Regions from separate parts of the Mus musculus genome. Here regions 2, 3 and 4 are each linked to region 1. A link is a contact called in public promoter capture Hi-C data. All regions are on one chromosome and are shown on one strand. Each heading gives the region's core, a stretch centred on a gene start, on an enhancer-like site or on the middle of the called end of the contact. The rest is flanking DNA. Distances are from core to core; before and after follow the strand shown. Region 1 holds the start of Snrpg (small nuclear ribonucleoprotein polypeptide G). Region 2 holds the start of Dguok (deoxyguanosine kinase). Region 3 holds the start of Nagk (N-acetylglucosamine kinase). Region 4 holds the start of Eefsec (eukaryotic elongation factor, selenocysteine-tRNA-specific).

Evidence for each region. Promoter capture Hi-C pulls out the DNA fragments that hold promoters and counts their contacts. Capture Hi-C pulls out chosen DNA fragments and counts their contacts.
Region 2: a promoter capture Hi-C map of liver shows a contact between it and region 1, with 5 times the contacts expected there. The contact joins the promoter of Dguok here to the promoter of Snrpg in region 1. A contact is called at or near these places in 1 of 115 datasets of contacts at active chromatin or transcription factors (astrocytes) and 1 of 9 other capture datasets (liver).
Region 3: a contact with region 1 is called in a promoter capture Hi-C map of adipose tissue, with 4 times the contacts expected there. The contact joins the promoter of Nagk here to the promoter of Snrpg in region 1. A contact is called at or near these places in 1 of 115 datasets of contacts at active chromatin or transcription factors (astrocytes) and 2 of 9 other capture datasets (adipose tissue and liver).
Region 4: a promoter capture Hi-C map of pre-B cells shows a contact between it and region 1, with 4 times the contacts expected there. The contact joins the promoter of Eefsec here to the promoter of Snrpg in region 1. A contact is called at or near these places in 1 of 39 promoter capture datasets (pre-B cells) and 1 of 484 Hi-C or Micro-C datasets (CD4 T cells).

The regions. Positions count from the first base shown.
Region 1 is chr6:86,369,905-86,373,558 of GRCm38.p6, forward strand. Snrpg (small nuclear ribonucleoprotein polypeptide G) reads left to right here and starts at 1,636. Exons shown (of 4, transcript NM_026506.2): 1 at 1,636-1,710. The coding sequence starts at 1,679. It overlaps Fam136a (family with sequence similarity 136, member A), which reads left to right. Exons shown (of 3, transcript NM_025591.3): 3 at 1-154.
Region 2 is chr6:83,505,166-83,508,819 of GRCm38.p6, forward strand. It overlaps Dguok (deoxyguanosine kinase), which reads right to left and starts at 1,804. Exons shown (of 7, transcript NM_013764.2): 1 at 1,583-1,804. The coding sequence starts at 1,724.
Region 3 is chr6:83,793,446-83,797,099 of GRCm38.p6, forward strand. It overlaps Nagk (N-acetylglucosamine kinase), which reads left to right and starts at 1,612. Exons shown (of 10, transcript NM_019542.2): 1 at 1,612-1,837; 2 at 3,462-3,546. The coding sequence starts at 1,809. It also overlaps the pseudogene LOC665004.
Region 4 is chr6:88,444,909-88,448,562 of GRCm38.p6, forward strand. Eefsec (eukaryotic elongation factor, selenocysteine-tRNA-specific) reads right to left here and starts at 1,631. Exons shown (of 7, transcript NM_023060.3): 1 at 1,298-1,631. The coding sequence starts at 1,571.

The DNA.
Region 1 (3,654 bases), core at 386-2,885:
GCCCAACATAGCACCTTATCTTTTGGATAAGTACTATGTTGTATTTATACCAATTAATTACTTGAAACAGTGATACATCTGTCTTTTTGCTGTGTCAAGCCTGCAATATATTTTCCAAGTGGTTTGGTTTTTAAATAAAGTTTCATTGTCTCCACCTTTTTCTTATGGGTAGTGATATATCAGTAAATGGGAAACACCAAGAGGAAGGCAGAGAGCATCATAACTTGAAAGCTGTTAATGTTGAAAAGATAACTTAGGATTAAAGGTACATGGGGGGGGGGGCTGAAAAGATGGCTCAGCAGTTAAGAAAACTCTTCCGAAGGTCCTGAGTTCAAATCCCAGCAACCACATGGTGGCTCACAACCATCCTAATGAGATCTGGCGCCCTCTTCTGGAGTGTCTGAAGACAGCTACAGTGTACTTACATATTATAACTAAATTGTAAAAGGTGCATACTGTAATTTCAGTACTGTAAGGCAAGCTGAGGATTTCCCTCCTGCTTTGAGGTCAGTCTTTGCTAAAGACTATCATTATTCATGTTCGTTTTCTAGTTTCAACTAGCACAGCAAGTGGTGGGGAGAGTGTATAGCTAAGCATTCTTGTGCTATTTTTTTGTTGATGACAAACTAATCATGAGGAGAACCTCAATTGAAGAGCTGCTTCCATCTAACAGGTCTCTGGACATGTCTGTGGGTCATTAATGACTACCATGAGAGAGCCCAGTGCACTGAGGGCAGTGCCACCACCCTGGGAGAGTGCACACCTTTATTCCCAGCCCTCAGGAGGCAGGGGCAAGCTCAATACCTCAGGACTTGTGTGGTACTCCTCAGCTTTTATGTATGGACTGTAGTGTGCTAAGTGGGTTCTGAAGGCAGCGTTAGAATTGCAGAATTGATGAATCAGAAATACCCCAGACACTGGATTCACGTCCTCAAGAGAATCCGCCTAGCCACCTTCCTGCTACTGATGCGGACAAGCTATTCTGTGCTTCAGGAGCCCTCGGCTTCGCCTGGATGTGCTTAGGAAATTAAGGGCAGCGTGGTGCAGATGCCGTTGATTCTAGCACGGGAAGCAACAGTTCAAAGCCAGCGTTGACTACACAGTGAACTCGAAGCCAGCATGAATTACGTCAAAAACAATGAGGAAGGGGCAGGGGAAATGACAAAAATGTAAAGAGAAAAAAAGTGTAGTAAGTGGGAAAAGGAAAGAAAAGAAGTGACACACAGGCTGGAGAGACGCTTCAGCAGTTAAAACCACTGGCTGTTCTCCCAGAGCTCTGGAGTTCAATTCCAGCACCCACATGGTGGCTCACAAGCATCTATAGTAGGATCTGAGGTCCTCCCCTGGCGCGCAGGTGTACATGTAGAGCACTCATACATAAAATATAAATGAAGGGGTCTGTTTTTAAAGTGACCTGCCACTTCAATTTTACACAAAGGAAGCTTAGCCGAACACAGCCTCTCCGTCGTGGCCTGTCACTGGCGACGCAACCGGAAGCGTGGCTCTGGTCCGCAGGTTCAGACATCCCCATCAATATCGCGAGATGAAAGGTAATGTTCTCCGAAGGCGATTGGCTCGCGCGGCGGTGACGTCAGACACCAGCGCCAAGCCTGCCTTGCGCGCGTTTCTGAGCCTGCTCACTCCTTCGCCGTTGTGCCGAGCCCGCAGAGGAGTCGCCATGAGCAAAGCCCACCCTCCCGAGCTGAAGAAGTGAGTAGAGTCGGCCCTATCGAGACTTCTGTCTCGCTCGGGCTGCCGCCGCTGGTCCCGACGGTCGCGGGAGCCGGAAGTGGCGCTAAGGTCCGGTCGGCATGGTTACTGCAGTGCCGGTGCCTCTGTCTTCCCAAAGCTGGGGCTCTCCTAGGCGGGCAGCCAAAGGCAACCTGGTTGGGGACCAGGGCAGCGGTCGAGGTGCATGGTTGTGAGGAACCGGAGACTCGTGGGCTTAAAATGATCGATTGGAGTCGGACGTGATTGGCTGTGATCTATGGGGCCAATATTCAGGAAGCTTAGGCAGGAGAATTACCGCGAGTTCCAGACCAGCCTAGGCTTAAAAAAAAAAAAGACACTGTGTCTCAAAAAGTTTAAGGTGAGGTAGCGTTTTGTGTTTCAATAAATGTGCGCGTTCATTTGCGTTCATCAAGAGAGCTAGGTTTAGTTTTGGGGTTTTTTTTTCCCCTTTTTGGTGCTCAGAGACATGTTTAGTTATATGTTTGTGCACGTGGGTGCAGCTCCTGCGGAGGCCAAAGCGGGCATTGGATCTGCAGAAACAGAACTTGTAGGAGGTTGTGAGCCCTCTGGCGTGGTTAATAATAGCTGGACTCGTGTCCTCTGGACAAGCAATAAGCGCTGGGCCATCTGCAGCCCCAAGAACTAGGTTTCTGATACACTGTCCTTGTATTCAAGTTACATTTAAACGTTGTGTAATATCTTGCTCTGGCAATAAATCCATGGAAGGACATCCATTTTCTACTTGTAAAGAGCTAATTTCTGAAGAATTTTATTCTGTACCCAGTAAAATCAGACAGACCCTTTGGTCTCAGACACTTCTGACTGGCCTGAACCTGTCGCATATGCACATAGTCATTGGGTTGCTCAATACAAGATTAATACTGGGTCTTTTCTGGTGTAGCCAGAAAATAATCTGTCTTGTGTATAGCCTGTTTGCTACTGTAAAGTTCTGTCAAGACCCCAATGCAGGGGAAAGATAACAACATTTGCTGATTTTTGTATTTGAGTGCACATTTTAATCAAAGCCCTCTGTGTGAAACCCCTGCAGTTTTGTTTGAATCTGAATCTGTTAAACCGGGCCTAGAGAGTTGGCTCAGAGGTTGAGAGCACTGACTTCTCTTCCTAGAGGTCCTGAGTTCAATTCCCAGCAACCACATGGTGACTCACAACCATCTGTAATAGGATCTGGTACCCTATTCTGGCTTGCAGGCCTATAGGCAGAACACAACATAATAAAGATGTATTAAGCCATAAGTCTGACATTTTAAAAAGAAGTTATTCTGCACTGTTTGTTTTGATGATGAGCTAATAAATGAGGTCTGGATTTAGCAGGAATTGGCAAAATGGCATTGGTTTTGAACAAAAGCACTGTTCCCTACCTGTAATCTTCAGTGTCCTCTGATTCTTAACAGATATACTTGGGCCTTTCAGAGACTGGAACTAGTGATTGTGTCCATATTTTTATTGGCGTGTTTGGAGCAGAGCCTGTGTGAGCTACTTTGTCACTGAACTTCTCTTCTCTGAGTTGATGCCTTTTTCTCATCCCTACATTTTATCAAATTTGAAATACTTTTAGATCCGCCTCCTTATTTTCTCATAAACACCTCCTTTTACAGCTATTCACTCCTAGTTTAGCATAACTCCATAGTTCTTAATCATTTCTGGTCCCGTGTCTCAGTAGTTTCAAAGTTGAGCTCCTCCCAACTCCTAAAATGTGTTGCCACAGAAAGTCTTAACCACTGATGAATTCTGCTATACTAGTTTATATCACCACAAAGTCAAGTCCAGACTTCCTAACCCAGCTTTGAAGCCCCACCCCATCTGCAGTCCAGCAGCCATATTTTGCATGGTATATGACTAAAAACAATTTTCTGCACATTAGTGTCTCAGTTACTGACCTCTTGCTGTATAGAGGCATCGTGA
Region 2 (3,654 bases), core at 554-3,053, 2.9 Mb before region 1:
AGGAGAGGAAGGAGGAAATTGCCGTTGGGATATAATATATAAGAGAGTAAAATTTAAAATTAAGAAAACAACCCACGATAGTCTTTGGGATCTACACAACCCGGTCCTCCTTCATCCACCTGATCATTTCCTCCACTGCCCTCCTTGGTGACTCTACTTTGGCTGGAATGGGTTCCCTCCTGCTCACTGAACACACCATTCTATCCCCAGGCCTTCCGACTTGCTCTGCCTGGAATACTGTTGGTCAGCTGCCCACCTCGCTCACTCCCCCACACTGTTCAGGTTATTGATCCAGCATCCCTTCACCAGTGAGGTACTTGGCAATTACTATATTTGGAAGACAGACAACCACCCTCAACCTCTCATCTTACTCATCAATAGCTCATCCACTGTTTATTTACCCCGCTTAATTAATTTCTGTAGCTTTATTATGTATCACTTCCTATTAAAGTGCAGAATTTTTATTTGATCTGGTCATGGCTGTATCCGTAGGGTCAAGGAACAGTGCCAGCACAGAGAAGACACTCAAAGGGCGATTTGCTGAATGAATAAAACGAGAAACTATTTGCTGCTAGAATGTCTTGAGCAGCCCACACCTGATAGCATTATCAGCATCTGTGCAGAGCTAAGTACCCTCAGAATTCAGCAACAGTGAGTTGAGCCATTTTCCTTCCATGTTGCTTTTTTGTTTTTTAAGATACTGGGTTACTTATAACAAAATATATAATAAGTATCTATTTCTAAATTTAAGAAGCATGATCCTTCCTAACCAGGCAGGCAACTTTCTGTGAGTTTGAGCCCAGCTTGGTCTAAATAGCAAGATCCAAGCCAGCTAGGGCTACACAGTGACTGTTTCAAAACAATAGAACACTGTCATAATAATTTGTAGTGCAATTAACATGGGGGTACAGCAAAATAGTGAAAATGGAATCTGTTAAGAATTGATCTAAGCCAGGCGGTGGTGCCACATCCCCTTAATCCCAGCACAAGGGAGGCAAGGGGCAGGCGGATCTCTTCTGAGTTCTAGGCCAGCCTGGTCTACAGAGCGGGTTCCAGGACAGTCAACGCTACACAGAGAAACCTTGTCTCAGGGGAAAAAAAAAAAAAAAAAAAGTCTAAATAAACAATGGCTCATTTTTTAAGTGTATGCCCCAAATACTGCATGTGACACACCAAAATTATCTTAAACTATGTAAACTGGACATTTATTTTTATTTTTGCTAAATCTGGTGATGCTATTTTAGGAAAAGAACCGGCACACTGTCGCATCTATTTCTAGCGAATGAAACATGCCAGTAAACCAGTATAATTCTGGGGCTATCTAAAGCCTGCGTCAGGCTATTACGTCCCCGTGGGTGAGTAGGTGGGCGGGTACTGGGGCCCAATGTCTCCCAAAATCAAAACCCGCGGTGCACTGTGGGAGAAAGGCCTGACATGCAGAACCGGCCGGCAGGTTGGGCGGTGGCAGCAGAAGGGGTCAGGTGGGCAGGGTGGGACAGATCTGAGGCCAACTTCTTTTCCCAGCCTCTCAGCCACCTACTCGGCGGAGGCCAAGGCTCGACAGCCACTTTCTGGCCCTTACCGATGTTGCCTTCAATGCAGAGCCTTCGGGGGCCGCCCCCGTCGTGCATGGCCCTGGCGTGTGGCGCGTCCACGAGCGCGTTCCGCAGCGGGGAACGGAAAGACGCTCGGAGACGACGCAGAAGGAACCGACCTGCAGCCATCCTACCCAAGCCGAGCAAGGCGGGCACTTCCGCCGAGAGCACTTCCGCCTGCGATCAAGCGACGCCAGCGCACCTTTGACGTCAGAGGGCCGTCAGGCAGGAAGTGGCTGGTTTTAGCTCTCTAGGCGGGTGAGGCCGCAGGAGCTGCTCTGTTCTCGCGACATTTGCAGGGACGATGTGGGAGTGTCTCGGTGTTGTGGTGTAGGAGGGTGTGCTGAAGTAGAGTTCAGGCGTCCGTAGCCCTCTCATCGTTTTAATTAATATGTGTATATTGCATATTAGTATGGTGTACAGGGTGAGTCGCAGGACAGTCAGGGCTACACAAAGAAACCCTGTCTTGAAAAACAGAACAACAAAAATCTTGTTATACTTATTTATTTTGATATTTTGAGACAAGGTCTCATGTAGTGCAGTTGGTCCTCCTGCCTCCCCGTCCCAAGTGGTGAGCCTACAATGTGTGTTCCAGCATGCTCATTACGTATCATTTTACTTACTCATTAATGGCGCACTTGTAGAGGTCAGGACGACTTATAAGAGTCTGCTCAAACTCAGGCTATCAGTCTTGGCAGCTAGTGTTTTTACCTGCTGAGCCGTCTCACTGGCCCTAAGATAAATGCCTTCTTCCTCCATACTTTGGGACTTTATTGCCTACAGGAAGAGACTGGACTGTTTTAAGCAGGAAGGGAACAATCCAATAACTTACACAAGTAATGTTTCGCATCCTGTGTAACTGTCAGCACAATGTTGGACCATTTATTTTATCACACCCCATTTTATTTTGACCTTTAAATAGGTAAATGTTCACTTGGAGGAATCTCATCAGGATAACGAGTTGGATTAAGCATGGTATTGGCTCTGTAAGAATGAATCCTGGAGAGGAGACATGTACAGGACTATATGCAGTGAGTGAGGGGAGAGGAGGCATGGAAGAGACTTTCTGAAACATAAAATCTACAGTCCTGCAGTTGTTGGAAAGATGTGACCTGTGGAGCCTAGCACACACAAAGCTGTGGGCTGGATCTGGAGCAGAGAACTCCAGTATGGTGGCACACGCCTGTAATCCTAGAACTTGAGAGGTGGAGGTAGGAGGCTCAGAAGTTCAGTCATCCTTGGCTACACAGTGCATTGGAGGCCATCTTGGGATGTACGAGACTAGCTCAAAAAGGAGGAGGGGGCTTGCAAGTTGACTAAAGGCACTTGCTGCTAAGCCTGTTCACCACAGGGTCACAATCCTCAGGTCCCACGTGGTGAAATGAGAGAACCACCACCTGAAAGGTGTCCTCTGACCACTGCACTTAGCCTTGGCTACAACAACTATAATCTAGGTAGGATTCTCGTGGAGATCGGAGCCGCTAAATTCTATCCATTGCCACTGCCACACACCAGTAACCATCACTGTGCAGAAATACCGATTACATTTCTTTGCTTGTATAAAATCAGAGCTGGGAAATACTTAACTGCCCCTGTCCCCCAAAGAATGAGAGTCTCTCTGTCCTCGGGGTCATTGTAATTGAGAGGCTGAGTCAGGAGTAGTGTTGCCAATTCAAGCCCTGCAGGTCAGCCTGGGACACAGTGTGAAGCCTTGCCTTAAAGAAGTTTATGGTTATTGAGATGAATTAAGCTGGAGAGACTGCTCAGCGGTTAACAGCACGACTGCTCGCTCTCCCATAGGGCCGGAGTTCAATTGTCAGCAACCATATGTTGGCTTACAACCATCTGTAATGGGATCTGATGCCCTTTTCTAGTGTGTCTGAAGAAAGCTATTGTGTGTGTGTGTGTGTGTGTGTGTGTGTGTGTGTGTGTGTGTGTGTATACACACACACACACACACACACACACACACATGACTCAGCATGGGACTAGAGAGATGGCTTAGCCGGCTGTCCTTCTGCCTCAGCCTTCTCAGTAAAGGCAGGTCATCATGCCTATC
Region 3 (3,654 bases), core at 362-2,861, 2.6 Mb before region 1:
GAGCCCTGATGTAGGTCCTGGGAACACACCTCCAGTCCTTTGCAAGAGCAGCAGGTGCTATTACCCTCTGAGCCATGTCTTGGCCCTGAGGTTTCTCATCTTCATTGTGAAGGGGAGAACTGGCAGCGATTACAGTAATTCTCACCCAAATTCAGAAGTCAATCTTGTCTTTAAACCAAACTTTCTCTCTGTATTCCTTTCTAAACAAGTAATGCAAAGCCAGGAGGGCAGTGTGGTCCTTTCATCCGAGCATTTAGGGGGTGGAGACAGAAAGACTGGGATTCAAGGACAGCCTCAGACACCTCAGGAGTGTAGGGCCAGTCCTGGTGACTTGCAATCTCATTACAAAAAGATTCAAACAACAGAACAAAAGCACATCAGCGCTGTCACAAATGGATCCCAAGACTCATTACACCAGTGCTAAAGGGAACTTTTCCATCAGAATTCACCCACAACATCACACTCTTGCCAAAACTTCCATTCAATCAGAATCCTATGGAATTATCTTTGATTCTAAAGATGTTGTTGGAGGAAGCATTTTCCAGCTCTGAAGTACTGTGAATGGTAATGTCTCACTTCCCTCTAGTTTCTCTATCAGGCAATAATGTTATTTCTATTCTTGAATTATTTGGTGCTTTACTGAGTCACATAGGTAAGAAAGGAGGTAAAGAATTCATTCACTCTGGAACCTTAGAAAGCAAGCCTACACCAAAACATCCTAGCACTTGGGAGGTGGGGCAGGAGAATCAGGAGTTTAAGGTCATCCTCAGCCAGAGTCTGAGGTGAGTTTGGGATATATGAGGCTCTGTGTGCCCACCTTCCCAACTGTTTACATCAAAACACAACCGGACCCAATTATCTGACAGGGAAAGAGGATCCCAGTTCAAGATTTCTCCACAGGAGGCAGGCTCAGAGGTCCGAGGTTGGACAGAGACATGCTAGCCCCAAGGAGACTCCATCTGAAGTCTCAAAGAAATGTCAAGAGCAGCAGACAGTCCTCCTGGCTATTGAAGCTGCCTCTTAAGTAGGGCTGGAACAACCTGGAGCCTGAGGAAACACGCAGGAGTCACTCTTCTACAGGACCTAACGGTATCTTCCTCTCTTCCTCCAGTTCCACTGCACAGTTTAGAGTTGAGCAGGTGGTGGCCAGAAGGTGAAATATGGTCTGTGAGTGCCAGTTTTTAGCATGCTGAGCCAGCATTGCATTCCATGCCAGTCTGGGTTATACAGACGAGATACAGTCCAGAAAGAACAGAGTTGGACTCAGATCACTTGTAGAGCGCTAGCCTGACACACATGAAACCCTGGGCTCTATCCTCACCGCCGCACAAACCTCAGCTGACAGCAGCCTGGGGCCTCACTGAGACCTGCTCAGCGTACTCAGCACAAGGTAGAGTGTGCGCTCATGAGCCAGGGTGGGGTGGTCTGGACGTTGGCTCCCGCCCTGGTCCTCAGACACATCCGCCAGACTCTGAGCTTGCCTCCAAAAGCGTCTGCGCGTGCGCACCCCACAGTTAGCGCGCGTCTGCCAGCTACTTCCGGCTGGCCCTTGGCAGCCCTCACACACCCTCCCAGGAGCCTCAGCTGGGGTGCCGCCTCCTCGCGAAGCAGTCACTTGAACGGCGGGCTAGAAAAAACCGGAGGGGAAAGCTGCGGGAGGCGACAGCAGGGGCGAGAGAGGACGTAGCATCCACACCCTACGCAAGCGCGTCGTAGTCACATGACAAGGGGCGGTGCCCGTGTGGGCGGGAGCGAAGTCACGGCTAGGGTCGAGGTTGCTACGGCGGACCAGCGGTGGCAACGGTAGTATGGCCGCGCTTTATGGTGGCGTGGAAGGGTGAGCGCTGGATCGGCCGAAGGCTGTCCGTCCGGGAGCGGCGGGTCAGGGGGCGGCGGCCCACACCATGCCCGGTGCCTTTGTGCTCCACGGTGCGACCACGCCCCTCCCGGCCATCACCTTTCTGCCACAGGGCTCTTGTGTCAACCTGGAGAGTTGTGCAGAGCTGGGGGGTCAGGTGGGAAGTTGCCGGTCGCGGGTGGACGTGGGAAAGAGGCAGAAGCTGAGACTGAGATTCATGCACAAGGGAACCCGGGAGTTAAGCAGCTGTCACCAGAGCACTGTCTTATCTTGGTGCTCCGGACCCTCCACTGCTGTCGGCCCCGAACGCCCTTGGTTCCTATATTCTCCTGCTTAGAAGCTGGTCTGCTTGACTTTGGGAAGTAGCTCTACTAAGCATGGCTTTGGGTGAGACGTAAGGCAAGGACAAGAGTGAGCAAGATGGTGGTTTATCCGGTCCCCTGCGCGTGACAAGCATTTTGTGGAACTGGGTGTGTCAAATCAGGACCTGATAGGAAGATTTGGTATCCTAGCTGCTTGCTGCTGATTTACCCGGAAGTCTCTTCCCGTGAATTGCGAAAGCGGATGACCCCTGGCTTTATTTATGATACCTTACAAGGAAAAACCCTCAGCACAGCGTAGGAGTTTGCACTTAGCCTTGTTATATTCATATGGAAGGTAGAACTTATTTTTCCCAGTTTGTCAAGAAATTAATTTGGATTTTTAATCTACTGTCTCATGCATTAATATCCCTTCGGATGTACTCTTGATGTACTACTCTTTGAGTTGGATCGAGTCTTTATTGTCTATTACAAGAAGTATTGGTCAGAGCCGGGCGGTGGTGGCGCACGCCTTTAATCCCAGCACTTGGGAGGCAGAGGCAGGCAGATTTCTGAGTTCGAGGACAGCCTGGTCTACACAGTGAGTTCCAGGACAGCCAGGGCTACACAGAAAAACCCTGTCTTGAAAAACAAAAAAACAAAACAAAACAAAACAACAACAACAAAAAGTATTGGTCAGTAGGACATCCTCCTACACGTATCACCCTTCTTCTAAAGTACCACTTACCCCAGGGATTTAACTCAGGAGGGCTTAGTTGCTGAAGGCAGTATGAGTTTCTCCCTGACTGGTGATAGTTTCTCACAGGTGTCTTGAAGACCCTGGTGTCAGAAGATAGGTCCTCAAAGTAACCCTTAGCTGTTGTGAGAGGTCTGCTTATTCCGTCCGACGTATTTACCATAAGTCGTTTGGGCCATGCTCACGATAGGTTAGGAGGATAGGTCATCACTCTGGAGCCAGTGGAGCTCATGAGAAGCTAAACAATGGAATACACTCTTGATTCAGAGCGGTCTTTGCTAGCTAGAGCTTATTAATGTAAGGAGAAGCCCTGCATGAGACAGACTGTGAGTGGGACCTTGCAGAGGAAGTAGGACCTACCAGGCAAAAGGAGCAAAGCCTCCTTTTTCTTTCCAGAGTGTAGCAGGCACTAAACAGGTAGCTTTTGGAGTAGAGGTTGGGTTTGCTGAAGCTGTCTTTGCCCTAGACTTTTGTAAGAGACTACTATGCAAGCATGGCTCTCCGCGTGGAATTCAATCAGGACTGAGTGCCCTCTTGTGTTTTGTAGGGGAGGCACACGGTCCAAAGTCCTTTTACTTTCTGAGGATGGGCAGATCCTGGCAGAAGCAGATGGACTGAGCACAAACCACTGGGTAAAAAAAAAAAAAAAAAAAAAAAAAAAAGAAGAAGAAAGCAAGCCATCCTGAGGGGACCAGAGAACTTGGCCTTCATGTACTGTTCAACTCCGATAGAGGTGGTGT
Region 4 (3,654 bases), core at 381-2,880, 2.1 Mb after region 1:
TTGAACACAACCAGTCAGAATTTAGTGGGAGTTTTCAGTTTAGTTTACTGTGTGGCCCTTGATAGTCTTTAATGAGTGAATCCTGAACTCAATAGATACTGTGCAGGAGAGTAACTCTGGCAGGTAAGCCTCCATTTCCACTTCAGTGAAACAAGGAAACAGTCTTAGGCTGCCTGCAGCACAGAGAAAGGGAGGCCACACAGCTGGAATGACCCACCTGCCCCATATACATGCTTCCAGGCTTACAGCACACTGCTGGAAAGAAACCCAGGGCAAGCGGAGAAGCAGGAAATGGGTCACTGGAGCTACAGCAGGTAGACTCAGCCACACCTCCTTTTGTGCTGGGTGCTTACAAACAGGTTATGGGGTTCTGTTCTTAGATTTAAGTGTAGTTAAATGGGTTTGCAAAAGGAATTTAAAAAGACATAGCAACAGTTTCCTGTAGACGAATGGGAGGGGTCACGCTGAGCAAGGAAGGGAGGTTACAAGACCTTTTATTTATAATGGCCTATTCCTAAGTGGCCTGTAATTAAAGACTAATTAAGTGGTACAGATCCTAGAAGCAGATTTTAGCAGTGCCCATCATGACTGAAAACACGCAGGCCCTTTGCCTTAGCTAGTTCACACATAACTTATCCTGTTACACTAGTGCACATCCCAAAACCTTCTGGGCTAGAGTTATTCACTGCATTATGAATAGCAGCCAACTCTGGGAAAGTCACGAGGGTCAGTCAAGAAAATGTTGGTATAAAAGTACAAAGGAACTTTATGTGTAGATATAGTCTCCAGACAGTGATGGTTTGTGTATAAAGGGGACTGGGGGATGAGATCCTGAGAGAGCCTAGAGCACTTGCCTCTTATCAAGGCACTAGGCTCTACCCACTACCCCAACCGACCACAAGTAGTACAACAGAAGGAAAAAAACAGGATCTTTCATTTCTGCACCTTGTCTGCGTTTCTGTGTATGTTTCCTGAAACCATCCATACACACAGGAAACTGAGAGCAGTGTTTGGGACAGAGAACCAGGAGACCAAAGGACAGGTACGTGGTGACTTTTTTTTTTTTTTTTTTTGAAACTTGTATACACCCTTTTTGCAGGGTTTGTTTCTTTGGATCATTTTTCTAGGAAAGCATCTCGGTGCACGGCAGTGAAGGTGAGAACTGTGTCCGCGTCTGCGGGCTGTGAGTTCGAGACCACAAGCCTTCCGGGCTGGTGGCCAGGCCTAGGCTGTCAGGCCGCCATCCATCCCGCGAGCTCGGACCCCGAGCCCGGCTCCCGCCCCGGCCCGCGCTCACCGCCAATGATGGTCCGGATGAGGGAGGCGTGCCCGGGGCAGTCGACCAGTGTGACCTGCAGCAGCGTGTCGCTAGAACCGGGTTCTGCCCCCGGCAGCGGCACGACAAAACAGGAGAAGCCCAGGTCGAGCGTTATGCCGCGCTCGCGGCTCTGCGGCTGCTTGTCGAAGGCAGCAGTGGAGGCCGTGGTGCTCAGCGCGCGCGCCAGCGCTGTTTTGCCACTGTCGATGTGACCCAGCACGCCCACATTCACATTTACCCGCCGGCCGGCCATCCCGCCGCTGCCTCTCACGCCGTCGCCTGAGCGCCAGCCCCGCGGTCCGCCTGCTAAGCCGCACCCCCCCGCAACCCGCGCTGAGCGCACCGGTTCCGGCACGGAAGCTTCCGCCCTCGGGCGCCCACAGCCCTATGGCAGAGCGCACACAGGGCGGGACAAGAGCCGGCCTGCTACCTGGGTTTGCTGTCATCCGGCTCCCCACGCCACAAAGTCTCGCCAGTCTGAGATTAGGGATTCCTCCTTCCATCCATTCATCCATCCATGCATCCATCCATCCATCTCACCATCTATCCATCCATTCTTCCTTCCCTCCCTCCTTTCATCATTCCACTCACCCAGTCCATCCACACATCCCTTCCTCTATCCCTCCATACACACTCATCCATCCGTCCATTCATTTCTGTCAGCCTTTATTTTTTTGTTTGTTTGTTTGTTTGTTTTTTGTTTTTTTCAAGACAGGGTTTCTCTGTATAGTCTTGGCTGTCCTGGAACTCACTTTGTAGACCAGGCTGGCCTTGAACTCAGAAATCCGCCTGTCTCTGCCTCCCAAGTGCGCCACCACCGCCCGGCTGTCAGCCTTTATTAAGTGCAGACTGTATACACTTTACTGGGATGTGGTGATCGACATTATTTGCTGTGAAAACAGGAGTAAGTAAAACCCAAGACCAGTTGCCAAGCCAGACTATCTGGAAAGGACAGAGATGGGAAGGCGGGGAGCCTAGTGAGGAAGATACCCTCAAGGACTGTCACTAGACGTCCAGTGCAGACTGAGAATTGACCATCAGAAACCTGGAAGCACTGTGAAAAGAGGAAGAGGTCCTCGTTGATTCAGGGGAGGGGAGGTGGGGGTGGGGACGGGACAAAAACCTCACTTTGAAGTCTAGGCTGCCATGAGGAGCTGCAACTTAACTGTTGTGTATGAACTTGAATGTGTCGTGAGTGCTATACCAACCAGCCTCTGTAACCCCCTTCAGGCATTGAAAGGTGCCTAGAACCATGAAAGAGGTCACAAGCCTAAGTGGTTGCTCTGGCAAAGGATAAAAGCCTAGGAAAAGAAGGGACTTGGGGCCTCACAGGGGAGGAATGGCACTGGAGAGCTGAATGGCACTGCTCTCATGTAAAGGGGGTGGGGCTTGCTGGCCCAACATTCCCAGCCTTCCTTTTTCTAGGGCAGGAGGGGTTGCGGTTTGCAAGTGAATTGGTTTACACGGGCTTGTGTGCTAAATGCTTGGGCCCCAGCTGGTGGTCTGTCTTATGAGATGAAGCTTAGCAGAAGGCAGTAGTCGCTTCCTGTCCACCATGAAATGAGTAGTTCAGTCAGGCTGCTCCGTTCTGCTGTCACCAGGACAATATACTGCTGTGCTGCCACAGGCTAGGGGGATCAAGCCCAAGAGACCATGCACTGAAATCTCTAAAACCATGAAGTCAAACTAAAGTCTCTTTCTCTCTTTGTCTGTGTAGCTGTTTCATCACAATGATGCAGCCTAACATAAAGCCTGACTTCAGAGTGCTGACAAATATTTTAGCCTTTGTTGATAAAAAATTCCCTCCTGAGGGGAGTAGCAAATGACATCTACCCACTCTTCCTAAGGTTCCAAGGACAAACCAAAAAGGCAGTACGACAACAATTCTTCTTAGGATTGAGTTTATCCGGCTTACTTATAAACATGGGTGAGAGGTAAGGAGTGTTGACGACCACAGAGCAGCTGCACTGGAAAGTTTTCTCATAGCATAAACTATGGCTTCCCCTCTTTCTTCCTCCTAATCTACACTAACCTATATACTCTACCTCCTCCCTGACGTCCTGAGGCCAACGTACAATTAGGGCTGGATTGAATACCATGGCTAGGAGGAGGGGCCAGACACTCAGGTGAGGATCCAGTGACCCAGCTGAGGTCTTCCTCCTAGGAGGGAATGTCATCGGTCCACAGGCCTGACCATGATGAACTCTGGAACTTTGGCACAGATGGTCTCATGAAGATGGCGGCAGTTTCCAAGCTTAAAGCTCACTGACTCCTACTGGGCAGTTTGCCTCTGGGATGAGCCAGGAATGCATGCTGGCAGGAAGTAGCCCCAAAGG